2 separate regions of the Rattus norvegicus genome follow, and region 1 is linked to region 2. Evidence: chromatin contacts called from public Hi-C data. All regions are on one chromosome and are shown on one strand. The core of a region is the stretch at or near the end of the contact, and the rest is flanking DNA. Distances in the headings are between cores, read along the strand shown. Region 1 holds the start of Sync (syncoilin, intermediate filament protein). Region 2 holds the start of Fndc5 (fibronectin type III domain containing 5).

Region 1 (3,096 bases), core at 571-3,070, 150 kb after region 2:
AAGGGAGAGGAGGAGACTGGAAGGGAGAGAAGAGACGGGAGGGAGAGGGCAAGAAGCCATGGCAGGTGACATTAAGATTCCACTCTGGGGATGGGGGTTGGGGATTTAGCTCAGTGGTAGAGCGCTTGCCCAGCAAGCTCAAGGCCCTGGGTTTGGTCCCCAGCTCTGGGAAAAAAAAAAAAGATTCTGCTCTGGGTATTTACAGGTTATTATTAATGTTCTTAAGGGATGGATGTATACAGGGCTTTGTATGTTTAGGTGAAGGGGGAGGCAGTCCCTGTCCTGTGATTGCCATCCTTGCTGCCTGTTGCCTAGCACCTTGGGGTAAACAGCAGGCTGGCAGGCCCTGCCCTTGCTCCCTTCCTTCTCTCTGACTGGCAACAGCTGTCCAGCAAGCAGCCGGAGGCTCTGCCAACCTCCTCCCCTGGAATATTTCAGGGATAAGTCAGAAAATGACCAACTGCCTCCGAATCTCTTCTTCCATAGACCTTACATGGGTATATTGGGTTGCTCTGGGCTTTTCCCTTCCTCCCTTTGCAGTCTACAAAAAGATGCAAATACACAGCCACAGGAGGCACTCCAGAGAGTATACAGCCGCCTTCAACACCCCTACCCCTACCTCTCAGCTGCCACGCTGGCACACGGCGCCCCCCTCCACCCCCAGGCTCACAATGGCACTCACTCATGGTGATGCACCTGCTCCGTAGTCGCTCCAGCCAGCACCCACTTCGCCTTAGGACATTCACACCTGACACAGTCACCCTGCTCTCACATCATAGAGTTGCATTCTCACACGTCCACCCAGGACAGGAATGATATCACACTGGGGATACGGACCCTAGACCCATCTTCCGCGGCACGCACGCACGGAATCTTCACCAGATGTTCCCAGATGTGGGCACATGGATCACCACGCACAAGCTACCCAGTCAACAGCACTCATCAGTCCTCATCCACCATCTCCTAGGCTGCTCTAAAGATCTGATTAAATGGTGTCCAGCTTTCTGGCTCTGGCCGCTGGGTGCACAGCATTCTTCTGCAATTGAATCAAAGCCCTCCTCCCTGACACAGGGACGAAGTGGAAAAAAATAATCAGAGCAAGAATGCCTGGGGCCCAGGTCTGGGAAGGGGCCCAGCAGCTCTCCTTGGGGGAGGGGGAGAGTGCCTTCAGTCTAAGCCGGGAAGTCTAACCCTGACACCACACCGGAGGGCCAAAGACTTAGGGGTGGGTGCATGCCTTGAAACACAACAGAAGTGGCTGAGCAGGAGCGACAAGTGGACCCTCAGAAGACCCTAAGAAACCTCCCAGGGCGAGGGGGAAAGACCTGAATTAAACAGACTCAACTTTACTGCCTTTCTGCAGTTCTTCCTCAGACGTGGCCCCCAGCTATCCCCAGACGCATGGGGTGTGGCAGTTAACACCCCCCCCTTCTCCAGCAGACGCCTTGCCCCACCCCGTCACGACAGCTGCGGGCCACCGAGAAGATGGCCTGGCTCCAAGCCCTTGCGCGGGTGGGGATCTCAAGGCGCCAACACGCGGGGTGCTGGGTCCCTCTGGGTACCCCACCAGTGAACCTTCCTCCCGCCTCGATTGAACTTGGGAGCTGCTCCCCCTGGGACTGAAAACCCCCTCTTCTCCTCACCATGCAACCAGGGCCAGAAGGAAAAGTGGAGAGATGGAGGGAACGTTCGCGAAGTGCCGCTGGGCCGCCCCCTCATCCCACCCCACCCCCACCCCTCCCACCCTCTCCCCGCCTCCAGGGCCGCGGGGGCCCGCGTCCTCCTCCCGCGGGCGATCGTCCGGCCAAGTGGGCGCGTCCCGCCCGGGCCGCGGGGATCTGGTGTCCGCTGCAGCTGGCAGTGCGGCGGGCGCCGGCACCGGCACAATCGCAGACGGCGTTGGCTATTAATAACGTTCCGGGCGAGCCCGGGGTCGTGCAGCCATGGCCAGCCAGGAACCCCTGCGCGGCGGGGACGGCGCCCGGGCCGCGAGGTAGGATCCTCCAGGGCCCGTGTCGCCGCCCGGTAGGACATGGGGTGCTGGGTGGGCTCCCATTTCTGACCCGCGTCCCCTTTCCCTTGGCTGTGGGTAGTGGTCCTGCCCGGGTGTGGCACGGGGCGGAGCCACGGGGGAAGGGAGATAGGAGGCCCTGGTTTGGGGACCTGACACCTCTTTTGGGTGGTTTGTGTTACTCCTTCCACAGGCTGAGAGGGATTAATCCTTTCAGGCTAGCAACCTGTCAAAACGTACTTGGCCTAACTGGCCAAAAGTGTAAGTTTTGTCTTTTTTTAGTCTTATTACTCATTCGCTTGTTATCGGAGCGAGGGAGAAAGAAACCATTTGAGAATTCACTGCATTTGAGCCACTTGGTGCAGGGTTGGGCACCTGCCAGGCTGAAGTTGGGTCTGTTCAGCCGGCTTGTTCTCCCTGGTGTGGCTCAGGGTGGAGGCCTAGCGAGGGGTTGTTCTCCTGGCCTAGCACTGGGCCCTGGCTGAACCTAACAGCTGTCCACACTGTAATTTTATCACTGGGGATTCTGCCACTCTGTCTTTGCCCCGGGTCACATTGTGGTCCAGGGACTTCCCAGTGTATCAAATTATGGGAATACTTCCTGGTCCCCCCTGTTGTCACATGAGAAGACAAAGCTAAGCTGGGTCTTAACACACTTCTCCTGGATTCCCTACACACATACTAGTAAGCTCTGACCGGGCACGAATTCTTCTTTGCATGACAAATAAGACACGTCCAAGTCACAGTCTGACAGACAGCGTAAAGAAGTTGTCCAAGCCCCCTGGGACAGAGACAGAGTGGAAGAAGCCTTGAGGTCAGGGGCCCCGGCTGGGCACTGTCCCTTTCTTGCTTGGCCTCCCGTAGTCCGCTCCTTTGCCTTCTCAAGACAGCTGAAGACAACTTCTGGTACCCAGGGTGGTGTGGCAGCCTGGAAGTCAGGAGGCTTGGGTTCTATGCCACAGACCTGTGCCACTTAACCTTGGGCACAGTCATCTGGGAGTTCAGTTGGCTTTCTGTTGCCTTCCAAGGTCCCCACAAGTAGCCCTGTCCTCAGGCTGTTTGCTCTCACCCAGTGCTCTCCCTTC
Region 2 (3,478 bases), core at 234-2,733:
GGAGCCGCTGGTCAGGTTCTCTAGAAAACCTTTGAAATGAGTACCCCACCCAAGGGTGAACTTTCAGAAGGGGGGGTGTTTAGTATGACCAAGCATGGCCCTCTCTGTGTCGCAAAGCCAAAGGGCTCTCTCTGGTCAAGCCTCGCTCCTCAACCTTGGCTCTCTGACTGGGACTCCAGCCAAAGAAAGGAAGAGGCTGGGATTGAGGAAACTTCTGCTGCCCTGTAGTGATTCTTCTTAGGGGAAGGATAGTGCGTGTGGGTCGAAGTCTCCTCTCTGCCTCTAAGACCATCAAAGGAGTAGACAGAAGTGTGTGTGAGGACAGGCTGGCATCTGGCTGCTCCCAAGGTGACGAAGAAAGGGTTATCAACGTGCACTAATTAGCTGGCGCTATCTGCTACATCACTCCTGAGCCAGGCCGGAATGGGCATAGTGGTCCCGGAAGCCTCCAGAAACCACAGCCTCCGCCCCTCTGATCTCAGAGAAACATGGTTCCAGATTGTTCTTTTAATAATCTAGAAGGTGCCAGTTCTATAGAGAGAGAGCCTAGGTGCTGAGGTGTTAAAGTCACTCTGGGTGAGGAGTCTTGTTGAGTCAAGCCCAGCTTTGGAAATCGGGCACCTTGAATTCAAACCCTGTCTGTGCTGGGTCAAAACTATTCAAAACTGCAGTTTCACCTCCACGAAATGCCCACAGCCGAGTGGACCTTAAGGGGCTGCAGTGAGAACGAAGTCCCAAACCCAGGCCTGTGGAGTGTCTGCGCCTGGCAGATGTTCGCAGTGCTCTCGAGGGGATTAAAAATAGGCACAAGAAAAAGCAAAGACTGGTCTGAGGTCTCAGCTAGACCTCCGGAGAGTCAGAGGAGAGCCTTTTCAGCCCCAATGCACACATACTCCCCAGAGTATCTGGTCTGTACCCCCTCCCCCTTACACTCTACAGCTCGTGTGTGTGTGTGTGTGTGTGTGTGTGTGTGTGTGTGTGTCTGTGTCTGTGTCTGTGTCTGTGTCTGTGTCTGTGTCTGGGGTGTGGGCTGGAGTGAGAGATGGGGCACAGATGGACATCTCCCAGGCACTTGTCCTCCCTCTCCCCTGGAGAAGGGCCAGACCGGGCCAGGTCAGGGTTGAGGCTGGGACCGACCAAGGCGCGCTGCTGCGGCTCCTGTACCGGTCAGAGAGTGTGAGCCTCGGGCTCCCCGAAGCCCCTGGCTTCCTGGTAGCGGACAGACAGGGAAGCGGGGACAGGAGTGGGGGCGCCCTCGGTCCTCACCCCGCCCCCGCCCTCTCCCCGCAGCGGGGGCGCCCCGCCCCCCAGGCGCCCGACGTGGACGCGGCCGCTGCTGCCGCCGCCGCCACCACTGCCGCCGCCGCCGCCGCCGCGCGGGAGTCACCGTCCGCGGAACCGATATGCAGGCGGCGCGGGGCGGCGCGGGGCGGCCCGGCCGGGAGGGCCGCGGGCTGGAGCGAGAGTGCGAGCGGTCACCCGGCGTAGGAGCCGCCATGCCCCCAGGGCCGTGCGCCTGGCCGCCCCGCGCCGCTCTCCGGCTGTGGCTGGGCTGCGTGTGCTTCGCGCTGGTGCAGGCGGGTAAGGGGGCCCGGGGCGGGGGACAGGGGAGGGGGGCAGTTCCCCTCCCACGCTGCCACCGGGGAGTCCTCGATTCCCTTCCTGCTCCCTGAAGACCTTCTGTGTCACCTGGTCCCGACTCTCCTAACCTGACCCTAGCGCCTCCGAACCTTCTTGACCCCTAGACCCGTCCTTCAGCTCCTAAACCTCTTCTAGTCACCTCAGCCCTGAGTTTTTAAAGCATTTGCGTCTCCTGCTCCCTTCAGGCCATCCCCCAACCCTGAGTCTTTGCCTCAGCCACCTTTTCTGGCCCTGAGAGCAGCTGAGGACACTAGTTCCCCACCTTGGGCCTCCCTCTGTGTCCCCAAAGATCTCTCAGGGACCCGCGCACGCAGCTGCACCTCACTGTGCAGGAGCCACTATGAAGAGAACTGGAACCTGAGGTTGAAGGGTGTGGGTGGGGGCGCGCTAAGCCTACTGCAGTCAGTGTCTGGCCCACCCCACGGGGCCCTGCCTCCCCAGATCACCCCAATCTTGTCTCTCCTGGCGGTTGCTGCTGCTTCACTATCTCTTTCTCACCCTGCTTCTGTCTCCTTGTCAGTCTCTACTGCTCTACTTGTCTGATCTCTGGTTCTGTGACCTCAGCCACCTGTCTGTGTCCTTCTGTCCCTATCCATCTGCATGTCTGGCATAATCCTGGGGCCTTGAGTCCATTCATCTGAGGCGTGTGGTGTATGGCGTTACTGCTCAGGGCCAGGGCTTCTAATCACAGCACCTACTCTCTTGAGAGACAGAACCCCGTGTGACTCTACGCCCCTCTCCTGAAAGGTCCTTTTTGCCTGGTCCCCCCGCTGCTCTCCCACTTATCTCTGACGTTTCCCCATTCATCTTCTTCCTTCGTCTAGAAGGTCTCGCGCTATCTCCGTGTCTCTCCACCAAGGGACCCTGTTCTGAGTGCCCCCTCTTCTCTAACTTCCTCCATCCCTAGCAAGGGAGGACACACGGAGCATGGAGAGGCTCAAATAGACCCTTTCCTTTAGGTGCCCTCTGCCCAGCTCACTATGTGAGGCTGCCCCTCATTCCCAGGACAGGGCTCAGCTCCTCCTGGCTCTTCACCTCGGGGTCCGTCTCCTTCCCTCAAGGTCACTCACTTGACAGCATGAGGCTATAGAAAGAGCAATGGACCAGGAGTCCTTGCGACTGTTCTTTTTTTTTTTTTTTTTCCGGAGCTGGGGACCGAACCCAGGGCCTTGTGCTTCCTAGGTAAGCGCTCTACCACTGAGCTAAATCCCCAGCCCCGCGACTGTTCTTTTTATCAGACTAATCAGTTCCTGCAGTTCCATGCCTAACCACCTATCTGCTAGCTCTTCCCCTGGTTCAAGCCCAGCTCCCTCCATTTTATTTTAGGGCCCTTGGTTTGGCCAGTCGATTAGCCAGCAGGAGTCACAAGAGCCTGGGGCCTCTCAACTGAGGAGCTGAGAATTATGTGGCCCAGCTGAAGCCTTGGATCCTTTGCCCTCTCCACATGGCCTCCCCCAGCTTTCTCTTTACTGTATAAAGTGGGTCTGGGCCTCACAGCAGGGCATACATGTTCATGCTTAGACGCCTCCTTGCCCTGCAGACAGCCCCTCGGCCCCCGTGAACGTAACCGTCAGGCACCTCAAGGCCAACTCGGCAGTGGTCAGCTGGGACGTCCTGGAGGACGAGGTTGTCATCGGCTTTGCCATCTCTCAGCAGGTAACCCTTGAGGGTGCTTGAGGGGAGAGGGCATATCAAGGCGGCGGCTGGAAACTGGGTGCATACGGTATTCCGTGCTGTAATCCCAGAACTCAGGACTTCGAGGTCAAGGTCAGCCAGGCAACACAGCGAGACCCTATCTTAAAAGAAAGAAAAGGGGCTGGGGATTTAGCTCAGTGGT

What was found. Hi-C and Micro-C count contacts between places; a contact is called where the count stands out from the background.
Region 1: a contact with region 2 is called in a Hi-C map of frontal cortex, with 2.4 times the contacts expected there. The contact joins the promoter of Sync here to the promoter of Fndc5 in region 2. A contact is called at or near these places in 6 of 12 Hi-C or Micro-C datasets (the A7r5 cell line, frontal cortex, kidney and 3 more).

What each region holds. Positions count from the first base shown.
Region 1 is chr5:146,914,903-146,917,998 of GRCr8, forward strand. Sync (syncoilin, intermediate filament protein) reads left to right here and starts at 1,821. Exons shown (of 5, transcript NM_001108683.1): 1 at 1,821-1,993. The coding sequence starts at 1,944.
Region 2 is chr5:146,766,576-146,770,053 of GRCr8, forward strand. Fndc5 (fibronectin type III domain containing 5) reads left to right here and starts at 1,484. Exons shown (of 6, transcript NM_001270981.2): 1 at 1,484-1,581; 2 at 3,182-3,297. The coding sequence starts at 1,497.